4 separate regions of the Mus musculus genome follow, and all the other regions are linked to region 1. The links are chromatin contacts, called in public HiCAR-type and HiChIP or PLAC-seq maps. All regions are on one chromosome and are shown on one strand. The core of a region is the stretch at or near the end of the contact, and the rest is flanking DNA. Distances in the headings are between cores, read along the strand shown.

Region 1 (4,749 bases), core at 1,311-3,810:
GTGTATATTTGTGTGTGTGTGTGCATAGGTGTGTGTTTGAGGGTGTGTGTGCATGAGCACAGTGTTCACAGAGGCCAGAAGAGGCCACCAGATCGCCTGAGAGATGAGGTTATAGGTGGTTGTGAACAGCCTAACAGCGGGAGAAGCATTTTCAATTTAGGCTCTGAACCCGTCTCTCAAGCCCCCACTTTCCTCTGCATTGTAAATCATCTTTAGGTTTCTATCAAACACTATGCAAATTAGCCATTAACAGTGATTATGTCATAATGTTTATGGAGTAATGTAAAGAAAAAGCCTATATAGGTTCAGTGAAAATATAAATTTCCCCTAAGTATTTTCAATCTTTTTTTTTAGTTAAAGCAAGGCATGTAGAATCCATAGATAGAGAGGTTGGTTGTATCTGATTAAACAGATAATGGTATTGAACATTAACCACCCTGCTTCCTTTCATTTTTGGATATTTTTATTTTATTTTTTATTGTACTGGGTTTTATTATGATCAAGAAGCTGAAAGCTCAGGCTTCACTTGGGGTTACACCCATATAGTTCACCCCTAAACCCCCAAGCCTGTCAACTAGGCATCTTTTCTAAAAGGCTCTACAACCTCTTGGAACAGGCACCAGCTGGAGGCCGAGTCTTTGACCCCGCGAGCCTGAGAGGGCACATACTGGAGATGCTGAATTACCCGCATGGCTTGATCCTGACTTCACAAGGCAGGCTGCTTATGCCTGGTGATTCCCATCCTACGTGTAAGAGGAGGGGCAGGTGAGAAACAAGAGGAATCCAAGCATCTACAGGAGGCCCATGTCTTAGGATCACGCTGTTGCCATGTAAAACGCTCTGACCAAATGAACCTTAGGGAGAAAAGCGGTTATTTTGCTTACACTTCCAGACCACAGTTATCCATGACAGAAGTCAGGGCAGGAACTCAAGGTAGGGACCTGAAGCTAGTAACGTTTTCTTATGCCACCCAGGACTATCTTCCTAAGCAACGGTACCGCCCACAGAGGGCTGAACCCTCCTCCATCAATTGACACCGGCATGGCAGTCTAATCTGGGAAATCTCTTAATGGAGACTGCCCTCTCAGGTGACTCCAGACTGTGCCCACTTGGCAGTGAAAGTTAACGGACCAGTTACTCTATGCAATGCCAGACTCCTTATGAAACATAGCATGTTGAAATCCTTTTTTTAAGAAAACGGTTCTATTGGGGGACTTTCAAAGCTTCTCAGTTCTAGTCCTGGCTGCGAAGTGGGAAATTCAGTGACACCAGGTTCACCAACATTGTCTTTTCTCTTCGATCATCTTATTATGCCGTAAGCTCATTTCAGAGAAGGATAAATCCTGCCGAGATGAGAGAAAAATAATGATACCGAATTAGCTAGATCGATGGCGAGAGTAATCCAGGTGAAATTCTTAAACGCTGGATTGGGAAGGGCAATTCAGCACGGGCTACGATGTCTCCAACTATACAATTTATTCTCCACCATGAAAACGGATGTGCTTCGTGAAATACTTCTGCACGAACCTTTTATCTAGAAACAACAGGAATTTTAAGACAGATTAAGGTTTAGTGTCTCAGAAGATTATATTTCGAGCAGACTGTCCTCAGAGGGGTCCGCTTAACTGTTGACAAGCCGGAGGAGGGGGAGTCGCAAGGATATTTGACATGAAAAATGTGTATTTTCTCTCTGAGTGTTTACTAGCGTTCACAAGTAGCAGGAAATGAGCCGTGAAATGTATTGTCAAACATTCAGTGCTCAAAATATAATACATTACCTGGAGTGGAGCTCTTTGCTTTGCGAGAGAACCTCATTCTGCATTTGTCCACCGGAAGGATGGATGAACTGGCCTTTTATCCCGCCCTTCCCAAGTCATAATGGGCAGAGGCAGCGGAAATTGGCAAATGAATTTCCAAAAGCCATTTACATCTCCCTTCCCCCTGAACTCCCTGGAAGACAGAGGTTTGGAAAACTCAGGCTTGCTTCTCTGCAATTAGAGCTAATCACATGACCCAAATTCGCCCAATGAGATCTGGGTATTAGACCCCCCCCCCCCCCATGCGATTCCAAACAGAAACTACCTGGTCATTGCTCTTTCTCAATCAGGGGCCTGAACTCTCTGGAAAGGACTAAAATTCAGCCTTAGAAGAGCGCATTTGCATGAAGGCTGTTATCCCTTTCTCATCTCATAATAAAATCCCCGTGGAAAACAGGTTAGGAAAGAAGGCGTTGGTTTGGCTTGGCGTTGGAGGGGATAGACTCGTGGGATCAGGGAGGCATGGCAGCAGGAGCTTGCTTACATCCACATCGGGGAGGATCAGGAAGCAGAGAGCAAGTTGGAAACAAGGCCAGGATATAACCCCAAGGCTCGCCCCCAGAGTGCCCCACTTCCTTCCACCTTTAAAGATTCTGTAACCTCCCAAGACAGCTGTCTCCACTGGGTGGAAAATAGTGAAGCACGTGACCGGATAGGAACACTTCACATTCAAATTACAGTCCGCGGTAAACACGGTAAACACCGGCTTCTGCTAGTCCTCAGATACCACCCACCCTCCTTTGTGCCACGTTCAGTCAGTCACCCGAAGCTGCCTACTTCCTGTGGTTAAAAGGTCTGGACCAGTAGTGACCTCCAAGTCTGCTCATCACTTATTGTGCCTATCACCCGTTGCAGAAGTGCAGGGGCCACCTGGTAGTCATGAGGTCTTGTGATTTCAATATGAATGGTTCTTCGTAGGACATTTGCTCCCCAATTGGCAGCAATGTTTGAGGAAGTTGTAGAAAGTTCAGGAGATAGCCTTTTTGGAGGAGGTGGGGACCCGGAAGCAGGCCTTCCAGTTTTATATCCTAGCCCTTTGTGCTGATCCCTCTGTGATTCCTCTGTGTAGGATGCCACAAGACCAGCAACCCTCCTGTTGCTCTCCCTGCCCACTGCTGCATCTCCCCAGCCATGATAGACTGTATCCCTCTGGAACCCTAAGACAAACACAACCTTTCTCCCTTGAGGGCCTTTGTCAGGATATTTCATCACAGCAAAGAGAATGTCAGTAAGATAGTCCTCAAGTGAAACACAGGAAGGTTGACAGAATTTTGGAAGAATTAGTATGACTTAAAACCTCACATCTCAACAATGAAACATTGAGCTTCATAATAAGCCAGAATAGTTCTTGCCCAGCCCGGGTGGATGTGCCTGCTGTGCAGGGGATTTTCTGGCCTTTGTTTTACCTTTGTGGATCTTTTCCTTTGATCTCCCTTGGCTTTCTTTTTAGTCTTTGCTTTTAAGATTTAGCTCTCTCTGGACACCGCCAAATGTGCTCTGTGATCCAGATAATATTTACTAGGAGAACAAAAGGAAGAAACAAGAGACTAAAACTAAAGCACAAGAATTTTTCTGTTTTGAATTTGGCTTTTGTAATCCATTTTGTTTATAGGCCCTAATATACTTTATCTCTGTTCTTTTCTTCCTCACTTTTAATTCATTTAACCATGCATCCATGCATCAATTCCTCTACCACCTATTCATAGATTTATTCACCCATCTAGTCACCCATCCACTTATCTATCCATCTATCCATCTGTCCATTTATTTATCCATCCATCTATATATTCAAACATCATCCATACATCCATTTATCCATTCATCTATCCATCCCACCCATCCATCCATCCATCCATCCATCCATCCATCCATCCATCCATCTATCCAACAATATCTATCCATCAATCCATCAATCCATCCATCCATCCATCCATCCATCCATCTATCCAATAATCCATTCATCCACCCATCTATCCAACAATCCATTCATCCATCTATCCATCCATCCATCCATCCATCCACCCATCCATCCATCTATATATTCAAACATCATCCATACTTCCATTTATCCATCCATCCATCCATCCATCCATCCATCCATCCATCCATCCATCTATCCAAATATCCATCCACTCAGTTAATTAATATTTATGGGGTACCTGCTACCTACTTGGCACCAAGTTAAGTTCTTGGGATTTCTGTTACATGGACAAAGCAGATTCATTCCTTGGCTGAGATTACATCTTAAAGCAGATACTGGAAGGCAGAAAAAGATCAACATCACTCATACTATTTATGACAATTATTTTTTTTAAGAAAGAAAGCCTTGGGGAATAAACAAGGCCAGCACTCCCCTTACAGATATGATGGTCAAGCCTGTGACATTTCTATAAGATTAGAATAAATAAGGACACCAACCCAAATACTGAGGCTAAAGGGAAGAACAGCTGAGACAAAGAGACCATGCAAACAAGTCCCCTGAATGACGGATGTGCTTAGCTAAAAAGAGAAGGCCAGTGTGACCAGAGTGAACAAAGAAGTGACAGGGAGAGGGAGGTGACATTACAGAGGCTCCATCAAGGTCTTTTTTTTTCTTTATTATCCATCCAAGCTATAATATCCACTACTATTCTTATTGGACAAAATACATTTCTAGCAAGGAACATGCCAACAGATAAGCATAGAAGTCATAGTTGAATCCCATTAGCATCTCATCTATTGCTGGGCTACTTTGGTAGCTATAATACTTTGCAGACTCAAACTACTGTTGCACTTTCAGTCTGTAAAACCATTCTAGGCTTGACTGTTCCATCTGATCTTGTCACCCACCCCTGCATCCTGGTGCCCAGTCCTGTGTCTGGCAATGAGTTACTGGATGCCACCACCTTCAAAGGTGGTCCAGCAGAGAATCAATTCACAGGGAAAAAGTAGG
Region 2 (5,144 bases), core at 2,249-4,748, 500 kb after region 1:
ATGACAAAGTACCCTGACAAAGGTAGCTTAAGGGAGAAACTATTTATTTGGGCTCACAGTTTCAGAGGGATTGAGTCCACCATGAAAAGGAAGACATGCCAACAGGTAGGGAAGACACGGTAGCAGGAGCAGGAAGTGGGGCCCAGCTATAAGCCTCAAAGTCCACCAACAGTAACAGACTTCCTCCTGCAAGGCGCTACCTCCTTTAGGTTCTATAAGCTCTCACAGGCTGTGACACCAGCTGGGGTCCACGCTTTAAACACACAGGGCCTATGGAGGACATTGGCCACTCCAGCGAAACATGGCAGCAAACGCCTGTCTTTCCTAAGTAACACCCAGGGATAGAGCTGAAGTCAAAATGCTAAACTCTTCTGCAAACCCGACCATGACGGAAGCGGAAATGCAGTTAGTTTGCCCTGCTCACGAAGGCAGGTGGGTTTCTCCTAAAGTGTAAAGGGGCTAAAGCCAGAGCGTGAACTGCTTCCCCTTCAAGCACGTGAGCATCAGTTTGCTCATCTGCACAGTGGGCATCACAAACCTGCTTCCTAAACGGCAGAGCACCTGCAGAGATTCCTCAGGTGTCAGACAGCGAGGAGGACTTGCCGCAGGAGTGTATGGGGCGGGGTTGGGGGGCGCTAGCAACAGGGGTGTATTCCTTTTCTTTCTCATCACTGTGACAGAACACTGGGCTGGAACCACTGGAAGGTTGATTTGGGTTCATGGTGTGGGGGCTTTTAGTCTGTCATGGATGGAAGGGGTGGCTGAGCTGCCCCACGATGTTAGGGGGTAGGGTGGGGGCGGGGCGGGGGCGGGGCCTAGAGGAAGCATTCAGTACAGGTCTTTGTATAGCAACCAGAGAAGATAGGGAAAGCTAGATCAAAGCCAGGACTAGAATATTACCTTCAAAAGTTCAAAGGTCCGCCCGCCCTTTGTGTTCAAGTCCACCAGCTTGTCACAGTGCCCTGAGCTGGGGACCAGGTGTCTAGATATGGAGCCTACGGTATCTGAGATCCGAACCCACGACAGGAAGTATCTGTAGTCCCGGGGGGGGGGGGGGTCCCTTATGCATTTCACCCATAGGCAAGTTGGATTCTTCCCTAATTATTAATTTTTTCATATGTAAAATGTTGCAATATCGTGAGGTTCTGGTGCAGAGAAGGTGGGCACTGGGCACGGTCCCTCGCTCACGGTGAGGGCTCGATAAATGTTAAATAAGAATAAAGACGTTGCAGCTGCCGCCTGCATTCCGCTGTGCTTGATTACAAGTTTGCAATACCTGTCTGATACTCCAGAGCACTCTAGCTAGTAAGGAATAAAATTAATAATTAATGACGGAACTTTAACCTAATAACGTGGCCACTCCCAAGGTTTAGCATATTCCAGGAGAAGGCTAATGGCATGCCCGCCATTGTTCACGATGGGAGCGGAGCGGCAAGGCTTCATGCATAATGGATCAGAGTCCCTGCTAACAGCAGAATCACGCACAATAATTTAAACTTGTTTGTATGGAAATAAAGGGCGAGTCTTTGAAGTGCGTCCTAATGAGATGCCGCTTGATCTTCAGTGTGTCCTGGGAGAGAGAGTTCAGTTTTTCCCCCAGCGTCAGGCACATGTTGGTGCATGTAAGAAAGAAAGGGCTGACTTAAATTATGAATGGCCCTCCTTGTCTTTGTGGTGGCAGGTGAGGAAGGCGGGTGTTCATCCGGGGGCAAGAGGCGGAGCAGGAGCTGCTGGGAGAAAACTGTGGGTCTCCAAGGTGGCTTCTGCTTGAGAGACTTGAAGGAAAAACCAGAGCTAGAGCCAATGAGGGCAGGAAAAGAACAGTGTCACTGAGCATCTAAGTCGAAATGAGCTGGTGGCCCTCTCTGAAGGGAGGGGAGCGGGGGCTTGGAGAATGCTGAGGTCCTTGGCTTTTCAGTTCTGCTTACACACACACACTCAACAGGTACATGTGCAGACACACTTCACACATGCACATACAGAGTCAACAGGTACACATGCACACACACACACATGTGCAAGAACATAGACACATGCAAACACATACACACATACACTCACACTCAAACACACAGAGTCAACAAGTGCACATGCATACATATGTCACACATGCACACACATGTACACACACACAAAACATACACACATGCAAACATTCACACACATACATACATCTACACACACATACATACTCACACACAGTCAAACACAGGCACACACGCACAAAAACACATAGCTACATCTACACACATATACACACACTCACATACTCACACTTAAACACAGGCACACATGCACAAACATACACATATGCACACTCAATGGCACACATATACACACTCACACACACATGCATACACTTGCACACACTCACACATGCACACATGAATGAACACACATACACACATGAACGCCCCACCTCTGGTCCCATGAGATCTGAGAGCAGCACAGTGGCAAATGAGTCCTAGCTGACCACCACGGACATCTGAGGTGTCCCAGAAAACTGACCTGACCTGTTAGAAGGCCCCAGGAAGTAAGAGTGTTTTGATTGACAGAGAAAGAGTTTGGTTGTGGTGGTGGTGGTGGTGGTGGTGGTGGTGGTGGTGGTGGTGGTGGTGGTGGTGATGGTGATGGTGGTAGTGGTGGTGGTGGTGTTTCAATCAATGTTTGGCCAAAGTGGTAGCACAGGTCTACAATCCCAGCACTCAGTAGGCTCAGGCAGGAGAATCACAAGTTCAAGACCATGCTGCATTAGAGAGAGGGCGGGACCTTAGCTCCAAAAAAATAAGTGTATAAAATCAATGCTTGTAGAAAAAGCCACGAAAGAGGTGTTCTGTGTCAAGCGACAAGAACATGACAGTGACAGTACTGTGGATGCTGAGCACAAGCTGAGTTAACACTGTAGCATTGCTGCCTGCATGGCCCACGCCGGCTTGCTTTTCTCCCTACCTCTTGTTCTGAGGGCTCTTGAGTGGGGCCTTTGGAGTTCAGGTAACTGTGGCTAGCCTCTGAGAGCAGGCGTGCGTGTGCTCGATTCCTGTGATGTCTGGCAACACAGCCAAAGTGGTGGAGGTCATGTGTTGACATCTCTGTATGGGGCACTAGCCTCAGACATCCTGACATTACCAGTCTAGAAAAATCTCTCACAGACATACCCAAAGGTTTGCCTCCTGGGTGAGTCTAGATTCTGTCAATCTTCCAATCAATATTAACCATGACATCATTCACTGTCAGTGCCCAGAAGCCTAAGCACAGAACAGGAGCAAGCAGGGTGCTGTCCCCAGCCTGCCCCATCCACCTCCGCTGTCACAGAGACTCGCCGAGTCCGTCCTCACCCTGTTGTGCATGTTTCTCCAGGCAAAGCTCTGTGTCACTGCACTTAGCTCAACCAAGTATTATGGGCTGGTGAGATAGCCCAGTGGGTAAAGGAGCTTGCCACTAAGCCTGAGGACCTAAGTTTGATCCCCGGGGACCTACAAGATGAAAGGAGAGAGGTTTGCCTCTGACTTCTATATATACATGCTGTGGCATGCATGAACACACGCACACAAAACAAACCAAGAGTTTCACACAGCGTCCAACCAGCAAAGCTCATTCTAGCGTGGCTAATTCCTTCTGCTGAATAAAGAGGCATCCCTTCCTGTTTTGATGACTAACCCCAGCCATGCGCCAAAAACATCAAAATTAAATAAAATAAACAGATCCCCCAATGGGTCTTTGAGGAAAGGCAAGTTTTTTTAATAATAAAAATCTGTGTGCATTTCACTTCATCGTTACGTGAAGACGTGGGAAGAGCTCAATTTTTACAGTTGCGGGGCTGGGTCTCTGGACAGAGGAAAACCCATCCCTCCCCTTAATTTCTCCCTGACATTATGGCTCTCCAGTTACAAGTTCAAGCTAGCCACACCAGCATCTCACAAGCAGCCTTTTTGTTTCGTTTCTTTAAGAGCAGGACTGGAATTTCTTTGTATTCTACACGACTGGGGGAAACCTACAGGACAGAATCCCACTCGAGATGCCTTCGCAGGATCTTAACCCTGATCCCACCCGAAACGGCCCTGGCCTCAGCTTCACCTATGAGCTCTCTGGCTGGGAGCTTAGATTTCATGCCAATTAACATGTTAATGACATATATCATTTAAAGAACCCATCATAACTTTTACCACATCGTGTTACATCTATTTCCTTGTAATTAAATCAGAATTACAGGGTGTAATTACTTTTCTTTCTCTGAATACCCGTTCCTTTTAGACATTTAAATTCAAGTGCAGGCACTAAAAGACACTTGAAACCAAAAACCTAACAAAAATATTATCAATTAATGAATGCGCTGGGTTTCTCCACTGCTCTGGTTTCTTTTGAACACATTCCTTTCTCTCCGAGTTCTTTATATGACACAGAGTGATTGGCCATATCTAGTCAAACATTCTGTCAACCCTCTTAAGTCCTCAGGGCCCTAGTCTCCATTAGCATGCAATGTTCTCACGTGTAAATATAATTACATGTAATTATTAGCGGAAAAGGATCAGATAGGGTTTATTAAGGAAATATCTTGTAATTATGAAAACCCAAGACTTCTCTTCACATGTCAACTCAGCTGAGGATTGGCGTCTGTGAGATCCACCCACAAAATAATTACACACTTTGATTTCACCTTGGGAAATCAACGGTAAGAAGTCAGGATCATTGCAGAAATGCTTCCTTGTTTAAAAGGCTTGAGAACAAACAAACAAATAAGCAAATAAATAATCCCGCCAGCCAGAGCAACTCCCTAACGCCTGTGAAAGAAGACAATGTTTTGGTTACCAACACTTTCTACACTTTTCCTTTTACTTCTTTTTAAGATTTATTTTTGATGGTGTGTGTGTGTGTGTGTGTGTGTGTGTGTGTACATGGGCATGCATATGCACGCTAAAGGGAATGCCGTGGGGGAAGGGAGAGGGCATTCCAAATTCCCTGGCCATCTGGTGTAGGCATTGGGAATGGAACTTCCTCCAGGACTCTGTAAAAGCAGTGAGCTGCTCTTCACTATTGAGCCATCTCTCTGGACCACCTGTATAACATTTCTAACTTTACATTTTAAAGCTTAAAGTTCTGTTTTTGATTGGTTGGTTGATTGATTGATTGATTGATTGATTGAGGAG
Region 3 (5,100 bases), core at 1,903-4,402, 400 kb after region 1:
ATGCCTTATTCGCTCAATGGCTGGGCACTTCCTGTACCTCCCCACAGCTAGCACACACTCCCTTCCTGTAATCCTTAGTTAACACCTTTTAAATCTATATCTTATCTTTGTCACTCCAGACCCAGAGGACCCTGTGGCCCCTGTGGCCACTTACCCTGATGATTACATGGCAGCGGGACCTTAAGTCTGATCTCTCTGCTCCTGTCACAGCGATTCTGTCTGCTCTTTTTCCCCCTCGGTCCCTTGTCCTCAAAATCTAAAAGTCCTGTCTCCGTCTGAGTTTCCCCAGAAGAGAAAATCGTGCTTTGTGTCTGAAAGGTTGTGAAACTGGCAGGGAAAGATGCCTAGGATGCCCTGAAGAGCCGCTGTGTTTGGATGCCAGCATTGTGGGTTTCTTTTGCTTCTGAAGGGATTTCTACATTCCTGTATTGGCTCTGGGATCAAGCTCCACACCAGTTGACTCCATGGTCCTTGTGGTCCCTGTGGCAAGAATTCAAGGGCAGGTACACAGAGGAGCACAGGGGACAGGAAGGGTTTTATTGCAGAGTAAAATGGAGCACTCTGGAGGAGTGAGAGGGACCACCGTGCCAGTCTGCATCTTTCGGCGGGTTTTATACTGTCTCTGAAGTGTTTAGAAGAGACAGCTTTCCCTAGGGATGTTTTCCAGCCTGGGTAATTGACAGGCCGACTGGATGGACTTTTAAGGAAGGGGATGGTGAAATGTGTGTCCAGCTTGATAATGATCGTGTGGCCTTCCAGGCAGCTCAGAACATCCTGTGCCCACCCAGGGCCACAGATACACTCTGAACTCACTCTTCTGGCCATGGTCAACATCCTATGGTTTTAGTTTCCATTTTTACACAGTATTGATGATGGGGGTGGGGGGCTATTCTTAAGGATCTTCAAGCTAATATCTCACTAGCGACCTAACAGTTTGACTGGAGTAAAGTTCATGACAGGTGAGACGACGAGGCCTTCTGCAGACATCAGTGTTTTCCTGCTTAAGCTGACTGGCTCTTGCTGAACCTTTAACGTTTCTAATGGCTCCTTTTTTTTTCACCCCCTCTAAGAATGTCTCAAAATAGGAAAGCTTTCTGTTCTATGAAAATATGTCAGACCTCTTCCCATCATCTGTCAGAGCAGTTTACACTCGTCAGTGTCCCCACTAATTTGTGGGCGTCATAAAAAAAAATCTACACAGCCATTGCCAAGAGGCTGATCTTAGCAAGCGCTGAGTCGCAGACATCGTGTAAAAGCCAGGATGTAGACAGATTTCTGGATGTTCCCCAGTGTCGGGAGTCAGTCGCTGGTCAGTAAGGCTGAGGTTGATATTGATGGTCAGGTTCTTGTTTACGGAAATTCTTTTCCCATCTGTGTTCTGGTCGCAGGGTAGGTGACTGAGTTGTCTGGGTATCTTCTGCACGCTCCTGCGTGTGCATGCGTGTGCATGTCTGTATATATGTGGTGCTTGTATACGGGTCCAAGCTTTTTACATGTGTGTGTATGTATTCAGGTCTCCTACAGCACCTGGGACACTCCTTGATTTAGCTTGGTTGGCTGGCCATGAAGCTCCAAGACTCCTCCTGTATCCACCTCCCTAGTGTTGAGATTGCAGTAACTCTGCAGACAGTGTTTATGTGGGAGCTGGGGGGGGGGGGCTCCTCACGCTTGGGCACCAAACAGCCCACTATCTCCCAGCACCTAGTCTAATGCAGTAGATCCACACAGTGACTCATTCCACATGTGTGTTCAACGGCTACGACGGCCAGAACTTGAGATAGTTCAAGTCTTCCGGAAATCGTAGTAGAGCTGCTTCAAGAAGGTTACGCCCAGTCCAAAGAAGCAGCTTGGAGAAGAACAGGGAGAAATGCCATGCTGGCCCAGGTCAGCTTCTGCGCTCAGGGTATCCAGGCACCTGTCGTTACACAGTGGGCGAGACTGAAAGGAACGGAGCTTAGCTGAGTGGGTGGGTTAGCGGGACTCAGATGGTGTGAGTGGGGGAGAAATAGCCTTCTCTGGAGATGGTTTTCAGCGAGAAAGCTCTCTTTATCTGAGGGTCAGCAGGGGCTATATAAAGCTTAGGGAGTGGGTAGGGGTTTTACAGTGAATAAGCATCATTGGCTGAGGCTGAGGTTCAAGAATGCTTCATTTACATGCGCTTGCTGGGCACGTCCTAACAGAGAGAGAGGAAGTTTAACCTATACTTCGGCCACCAGGCTACAGGACTATCTCAAGGGTGGTGGAGGTGAAGGTCATAAGGCTTCCATGTAGTGGACATACAGGCCCAAAGCAAGGGGAAGACAGCACTGCGCCTGCAGGGCTCGGGACAAAATTTTCAGGGTTTGGAAACGGCCTCATTCTTGCTCCAGACTGGTTTCCCAGTCACATGACTTTCCAGCCCCACAGTGCTGCTTCAGGCAGGTTTAGGGAAGACTTGCCCAAAGAGGAAGATCTGAACTAAAAACAGAACAAAAGAGAAAAACAGCGAATAGTGATGTCAGGGCATGCTCTAGGGCCTTGTTTTTTAAATGATCTTACAGCAACAGGAGAGGCCGTTCATTCAGGCTGGGGTGTACCACAGTGAAACCTAAGGATTTTCTAATTATTTTTAATTATGACTTCCATTTATATCTTCTATAAATTACAAGAGTTCCAATTGGTCTGACGACAAGGGTTATCGATTTTTTAGACTTGAGAATTAACTACCAATATTTAAAAACCCAAGAAATGGAGTTAAATACATAGATTTCCAACTTCTCAAACTCTTGGGGAAGGCCCACCTTGCCACATAGACTCCCTGGAGCTAAGGACCGTGGTCCCTTTGCATAGGGTACACTTTCTCCAGTTAACTGCCATCCCCACCTCTCCCTGCTTCATATAACCTACTATTTACATATTCAAATGTCTGCATCATGAGTCTAAATTAGTGAGTACAGTAGCACAGATAAAGGCTGAAGGGACTCTGGCCAGCTGGAGCAACTTGCCTCTGGCAGTCCTTGCCCTTCTCCCCCATTCCCTCTGCCTCCCTAAAAACCATTAGATTACATTCCTAAAGCCAGCCACCAAGGTCTATTCCCTTATTTGGCCACTTCCTCCTCCTGAGGCTGACTATCAAGGTCCAGCAATCAAAGTATTGAAGTCCAGCAATGAAAAAGCCCCTTTTGACTCACCTAATTAACATGCCAAATCAAAACCTAGCACAGCCTCCTAGGCCATTCTAACAGCCCTTCTCCTTTTCTCTTCTTAGACGTTGCACCTGCAAGGTCATTTGCCGGTCTGTGTCTGCCAGAGCCACAGAGAGTGGCCGCTCTAACTTTTCTTCCCCCCTTTAATAAAGAATCTCTCTGTGAAAACAAGTGTTTGGGTGTGGCCTGTGCCTAATTCAGGTATAAAAGGAAGCTCCCCTCCCACCCCTGAGACACACACACACACCGAACCACTATGCTGGGATCTCCTTCAAAGGCTATTGCCCTTTGACTATCTCTTGGGATGAGTTCATAGCCCATTAAAACATTTGCCTCACACATAAAGCCCTGGGTTTAATTCCCAACACTACAGAGTCTTGTATAGTCCGTGATGACTCTGACTCCTGATTCTCCTCCTTCCATCCCCCGAGTTGTTCTAGGCCTGGACCACCACACCCAGTTCATGTGGTCAGGAGATCAGCCCGGGATTTATGCACGCTGGGCATGCACACCACCAACGGAGCTACAGCCCCGTTCTTCAGCTTTCTTTTTATTTAACAAACAGTCATAGTGTGTCTGGTATATAAAAGTGAATGTGCTAAGAAAAAAAAAACAGAAATTCAGAGTTAAAAGATACAAGCTTGTCTCTAGAAGCTCACAGATTTCTGGGAAGAAAAACTATAATTATAACAGTACCCTTTAAACACATATTCTATGTAGTCAAAACACTCTGAGATCTGTTGCCTCATCTGGTCCCTCCGGAAACATAAGTATATTGGCTAGTTTTATGTCAACTTGACCCAAGCCAGGGTCATCTGGGAAGAGGCTGTCTTAACTGAGAAAATGCTTCACATAATTGGCCAATAGGAAGTCTATAGGTCATTTTCTTGATTGATGATGAATGTTGGAGATCCAAGCTCATGTGATTAGTTCCACCCCTGGACAGGTGGCCCTGGGTACTGTAAGAAAGCAGGGAGAGCAATTCACGGAAAGCCAGTCTCCTCCAGGGCCTCAGTTTCAGTTCCTGACGCCAGGGTCCTGCCTTGAGTTCCTGCCCTGACTCCCTGGGATTCGGGACTTGGAGCTGTAAGCTGAGATAAGTGGCTTTGTATCATGGTGTTTTAGCTCAGCAATAGAAACCCCAACAGAGACACTCTGGGAAAGCAAACCAGAGTACCGCTGGTGTCAGGCTGGGCGTTTGTAGAAAAATGGACCTGGGTAAGTGAATGTGTTTGCTTAGATGACAAAGCAGCTGAGCCAAAGGAGAGAGAGTCAAACCTCGGGTACTCAGTTCCTCCGGGTTCTCTGCCTGACTCACCTAACACAGTGCTATCCTAGTCAGGAGTTAGCAGACCTGGCTGTCTGCCTGTTTTATAAATAAAGTTTTATTGGGACTCAGCCGTACCACTTGCTTTCATATGTCATGGTTGGTTTTACGCTTTAATGTTAAGGCTCTCAGGATTGCAGTGGGGACTACATACACCCAGGAAAACTAAAATGCCTTTTATTTATCTCTTATGCGAGCTTTTACCAACCTTTGGCCTACATGGTAGATGCTTATTTAGGGTGAGCTTGAGGGATGAAGCAAAGCCACGTGGTTGCTCCCCCTTGAGGAGCTAAAGGAAAGGCCACAGTCCACACAGCAGCCCATGGAACCCCCGTCAAAAACACACAGAGCAAAATCAGATCTTCAGTTAGGCTTTGACGTTCCATGTCACAGAATCTCTATCACGCAACAAGAAAAAAAACTTATTATATTGTGGATGTAAATATCACTCATACGTACTGAGAATTGCGTAGGGAATCTGGGAATCCAGGATTAGTACCTAGATTCAAGCCAGGACTGAGAGAGTAGAGTTCCCTGCCCTGCCTTGCTTGAGTTCCTTCTGAAACCCAGGAGAGGGTTGGTAGCTTT
Region 4 (4,833 bases), core at 2,053-4,552, 410 kb before region 1:
TGGATCACGGGAATTCAGAATTTGGTAGTAAATATTATCACTGTATTGGGAGTGATGTGATAGGTTTTTTTTGGGGGGGGCGGGGTTCAAAACAGGGTTTCTGTATAGCCCTGGCTGTACTGGAACTCACTTTGTAGACCAGGCTGGCCTCAGAAATCCGCCTGCCTCTGCCTCCCAAGTGCTGGGATTAAAGGCGTGCGCCACCACGCCCGGCTGTTTTTTTTTTTTTTTGATTTTGTTTTGTTTTGTTTTGTTTTGTTTTTGTTTTTTTAATGCTCTTTCTGGTGTTTTTCCCATCACATCAGATTTGGAGACAGAACCTATTTTGCCAATGAGATATCGTCAGACATAGCAGACACAGGCTGGTCTCTCTGCCACCATTGCAACCAGCCTGGATGACAAAGAACCTATGAAAGAGGCCCAGGCCACTCACTTTAGACATGACCACAGACTTCTGTCAACCCCCAGTGATGTCAAGGAAGCTTGGGCCACACAGACAGGGGCCTCGCTACTCCTGTATAGGCTCATGAACTAAATACAGGCTTATATCCTGAACGACTTAAATCGTGGTGTAGACTAAGGTGTACTTGAACTCTTGACTCTCCGGCTTTTTCCTCCCCAGTGCTGGGGTGTGTGATTTGCCCAGGTATGTGTGGTTCTGAGGATCCAACCCAGAGCGTTTGCATACTAGTCAAGTGCTCTACCTTCTGGGCTGTACAGCCCCATTGAGCTCTGGAAGAGCCTTACATGCAGAAGTACACAGGCTGTTGTCAGAAAGGAAAGCCTGGGAGAGCCCAGTCCCCCGGAAAGGGAAGCCTGGGAGAGTCCAGTCCCCCGCGACAATTTATTTGTTCCTTGCCGTCGCTCTCGTTCTTTTTTTTTTTTCAGAGGCTGGAAGTTTAAACTCTCCAGGTTCATGCCTGGCTTTTCCCTTCTCCTGGCCTGCAAACATAGGCTCAACACTTGCATCTTGAGCAGCCGGTCTGCATTTCCCTGCCACATCTTTCACGGAGGAGGAAGAGGTGGAGGAGCGGGCTGAGCCTTGTAATCGCCGTCATGACTTTATCGTCGCATATATGTCTCAGTTAATGCCGACATGATTGTTCCTGATGATGTAACCTGAGCTAAGACTTTTCATAGCTGAGGACTGATCATTCCAATAATGGAGATCTTAAGGAAATATGGGTCCCCCGCCGCCTTCCAGAGGTCAGAGCAGAGAGGAGACAGGATGAGGTAAATAAAAACCAAAATAGAACTGCAGCCTGCTATTTTAGAAGACACAATCTTAATTTTTGTTTTCCCTTAAAAAGAGAACTTTCTTTGGAATTTCTTTTATAATAAATATCAATAAAATGGTTGGGGAGTTTGGAAAAAAAATCCATGTTCTTTGGATGTGACTTTCAGGTGAAGTTTTATAAAATTTCTCTGTAGTCTACCATGAGCATTTTTACAATATTCAGAAATAAATTATATCACTTCGCATTATAAATCGTTATTAAAATGATCTGTAGTGTAACTAGCCGGGAACTTAAACATAACTGTAAAAATGGAAATAAAAATCTATTAATGCAATAAACCTACTTAATAAAAGTTACTTTCATATTCAAAAACAAAATATTAAGGCGTGCTTCAGATCTGAAAGTCAAAAATGAAGGAATAAATTAGCCGGGGTTAAGAGCCTTGCAGCAGCTGACTAACAAAGCTCCCGGGGATTATAAAATTTCATGCTCTCGTAATAAAAAGGATAAAGGATCGGCTAGAAGACCACTAAAAGTTCAAATAAATGAACATAAGAGAGAGGAGAAAGTCTGACAAGACGGAGACCGCTAATGTGTGAAGGCTGAAGCGACGGAATTAAAGTGCTGGAGACCGGAATTAAATGCAAAATGAATTCGGGGAGGAGATTAATAGAAAATTATAAAGGTAAATGAGTTCGGTTTCAGGGTTTCAGAAAACTTTAGATATCTCATTATTTTTCTTAGCACTTAAAGAGAGGCAGAGAAAGACAAATTAAAACTGGGCATAAGCCATACTGGAGTGAGTGGGAGAACCGATAATTTCCTTACCTGAAACCGCCCCTCCCCGTATTCCCTAGACTTGACCTTCAGTTATTCAGTACCACAAAACAGCCCCCAGTGTAGCAAGTCCTCCCAGAGTCCTTTGCAGCACACTGGGGCTGTGAATCTAAGTTTTTGTTTAATTATGTGGGAATATATTTAAAAGGAGCCGACTCTATGCCTCTCTCCTTCCATTCTTCCGGATCGTATGATACCTGATGGCAGCGGGTACTTCCAGCAACAGTTTTGGACCACTTGATGGTCATGGGAAGGAAAATTATATGGAGAAATGACAGGGTGGAAGGAGGCTGGGACACTGCTGCTGTGACCCCGGGTTTCCTAGTTCCAGACTTAAAAAACTCCACCCGATGTGATTTTGAGTTACATCCTCCAAGTCAAAGGAGATGTTATTGGAGAGAATTTCTGCCTTCAGACCTGAGCTTCAGTGGCAGAGGCGGGGTTGTGGTGGGGGTGCTGAGGACGTGACCCTACCGTGAACCGAGGCTGATGCCAGAGGCCAAAAGACTGTAAGCCAGAGTCTACTCCAATTAAAATATGCGGGGGCGGGTGGGGTGGTGGTGGTGTGTGGGAGAGGCAGGGGAGGGATGGGGGAGGCGTAGGTGGGGCTGGAGACTGGTGACGGGGGTGGGGGGGTGGGGTGGGTGGGGTGGGTGGGTGGGGGAGTGGGGGTGGGGGTGGGCCAGGGGTTGGCGGTGTCTGAGGCCATGGTTCATTTGGTGAAATATTTGCCTTGCAAGCACAAGGACTAGACTTCCATCCTCAGAACCCATGTGAAAAACCAGGCATGGTGGTGCATGCTTGCAATCCCAGCACTGGGGAGGCAGAGGCAGAAGGACCCCTGGGCTTCCCTGGCTGCCTGCCTAGCTTACATGGAGAATTATAGGTCCGTGAGAGGCTACTTCTCAAGCCAAAGGGGGAAGGCATCTGAGGGATGACCCCCAAAGTTGGCACACAAACACAGAGAAGAAAAAGCCCATTTTTTTTAAAAATTTGAATATGACTTTGCCTAGAGGGAGCGACGTTTTAATTTCCTTATAGATCAGTACGATCAGGTACTTTGAAAAGTTTTTTTGTTTCTTTTTTTTTTTTTCTTTCTTCTTATAGAAAGACAGAGTAAACGTCAATGCTGCTGACCAAGGTGCGCTTCTCTCACTTGTTTATAGGATCTTGAGGGAGGGCGATGGTGTCCCTGTTGGAGAGGGGAAGCAGACGCTGCATGAACTTTGACCCCATCCTGTTGCCGGCTCAGTATCTCCACTGTGCTCCCGCTCTGTCTGTTGAGGCAGGATCTCATGTAGCCCAGGCTGACCTCCAATGTAGCCAAGGATAATTGTGAACCCCCGGTCCTCTTTTCTCTCTCTCCCAAGTGCTGGGATCACAAGGCAGTACCCTCCCCCAGTTTTATTTGATACTGGATAGAATCCAGGGTTTTACACAGGCAATGCAGGGCCCTACCCTTGAACTCCAGCATGCCCTGCCCCCATTTCCTCTTCCTATCTGTCTACCACAGCAGTAGGAAGGTCCGGGACATTTGTTTGCTCTTCAGGAAACACCTCCCATCTTGGCCGTAGAAGGCATTCTTTGCCCTCAATCCAGATTGAATTTCCTTTATCCCGAAAAACTGGTGACTCACGGAAGTGTTTCCAGAGTGAACATGGTTAGAACTTCTCCAGAACCCTTGGGGGAGAGAATCTTCTAGGCTTTCCCTTCTTGTGTTCTCCAGTAAGTCTCCACAGCATGCATGCCTCTGAGCAGCACTGACTCCTCCCGTGGGTTCCAGGGAGTCTGTGATTGCACGCACCAGGCAGCTTTCTAGTTCCTCCTTCCCACCACTCCGCAATGTTTATTCTCTGAGTCGTTAGTCATGTGCTGGGCCATGGAAATACAGCAGTGACTGAAACCTGCAGAAACTGGTTTATTCATGGCTCTGCCAGTTTGCTGATTCTTAACACGCCCTTATGGGGCAGTTGGTTACTACGACTGAATGGTATATTAGAACGATATTGGGGTTATTTAACTGGCCTCAGATTTTATGTAATTTCCACTTCTGATCTCGTAGATATAAACATGCCGGTGAAACTAACAACAGCCAGAAGAACAACTCCAGACGCAACAAAATGACAGGAGCTATGGAGGCTGAAGTAGAGGGCCCTCAAGGGATGGGGAAGATGGTTCTCAACTGGAAACTAGACTTTCTCAATAAATATGAATGGTGGCTTGGCTATGTCTCAGTTCCTATTTGTGAATGTGGAAGAAAAACTATTTGGTAAATGCAATAAGGGAAGAAATGGTATTTTAAAACAGAAGCCAGGTGGTTGTGGCCCACACCTTTAATTCCAGCACTCAGGAGGCAGAGGCTGGTGGATCTGTGTGAGTTCAAGGACAGCCTGGTCTACAGATCAAGTTCCAATATAGCCTGGGCTACACAGAGAAACCCTGTCTTGAAAAACCAAAGACAAAACAACAACCACTACCACCACCAACCAACCAACCAACCAAAACCAACCAACCAACCAAAACCAACCAACCAACCAAAACCAACCAACCAACCAAAACCAACCAACCAACCAAAACCAACCAACCAACCAACCAAAACCAACCAACCAACCAACCAACCAACCAACCAACCAACCAACCAACCAAAGCCACCCAACCAACACCTAATAGATAGAAGTTAGCAGGCTGTGTGGAAAGTGGAAGTTCATGAAAGACATGTCCTTTCCTCACAGGAGACTGCAGCTCCTTCAGGCTTCCG

The links. HiCAR-type assays count read pairs that join an accessible place to other places. HiChIP or PLAC-seq counts read pairs in DNA pulled down with a chosen protein or histone mark.
Region 2: a contact with region 1 is called in an H3K27ac HiChIP or PLAC-seq map of large pre-B cells, with 9 times the contacts expected there. The contact joins two enhancer-like sites. A contact is called at or near these places in 1 of 115 datasets of contacts at active chromatin or transcription factors (large pre-B cells) and 1 of 9 other capture datasets (embryonic stem cells).
Region 3: an H3K27ac HiChIP or PLAC-seq map of embryonic stem cells shows a contact between it and region 1, with 2.9 times the contacts expected there. The contact joins two enhancer-like sites. A contact is called at or near these places in 1 of 484 Hi-C or Micro-C datasets (uterus) and 2 of 115 datasets of contacts at active chromatin or transcription factors (bone marrow-derived macrophages and embryonic stem cells).
Region 4: a contact with region 1 is called in a HiCAR-type map of embryonic stem cells, with 5 times the contacts expected there. The contact joins two enhancer-like sites. A contact is called at or near these places in 1 of 484 Hi-C or Micro-C datasets (embryonic fibroblasts) and 3 of 115 datasets of contacts at active chromatin or transcription factors (embryonic basal ganglia and embryonic stem cells).

Annotation. Positions count from the first base shown.
Region 1 is chr2:169,513,096-169,517,844 of GRCm38.p6, forward strand. No RefSeq gene overlaps it. Among named protein-coding and RNA genes, the nearest start is that of Gm34112, 20 kb to the left of the region's middle. Within about 2 kb of position 2,561, at least 38 of the 459 cell types and tissues checked have an H3K27ac peak or open chromatin away from gene starts, as enhancers often do. A contact at or near this core is called in embryonic stem cells, where this site is marked.
Region 2 is chr2:170,008,448-170,013,591 of GRCm38.p6, forward strand. It overlaps a transcript of Tshz2 not described here. Among named protein-coding and RNA genes, the nearest start is that of AY702102, 48 kb to the left of the region's middle. Within about 2 kb of position 3,499, at least 16 of the 459 cell types and tissues checked have an H3K27ac peak or open chromatin away from gene starts, as enhancers often do.
Region 3 is chr2:169,916,274-169,921,373 of GRCm38.p6, forward strand. It overlaps a transcript of Tshz2 not described here. Among named protein-coding and RNA genes, the nearest start is that of AY702102, 44 kb to the right of the region's middle. Within about 2 kb of position 3,153, at least 16 of the 459 cell types and tissues checked have an H3K27ac peak or open chromatin away from gene starts, as enhancers often do. A contact at or near this core is called in embryonic stem cells, where this site is marked.
Region 4 is chr2:169,098,164-169,102,996 of GRCm38.p6, forward strand. No RefSeq gene overlaps it. Among named protein-coding and RNA genes, the nearest start is that of Gm52536, 21 kb to the left of the region's middle. Within about 2 kb of position 3,303, at least 4 of the 459 cell types and tissues checked have an H3K27ac peak or open chromatin away from gene starts, as enhancers often do. A contact at or near this core is called in embryonic stem cells, where this site is marked.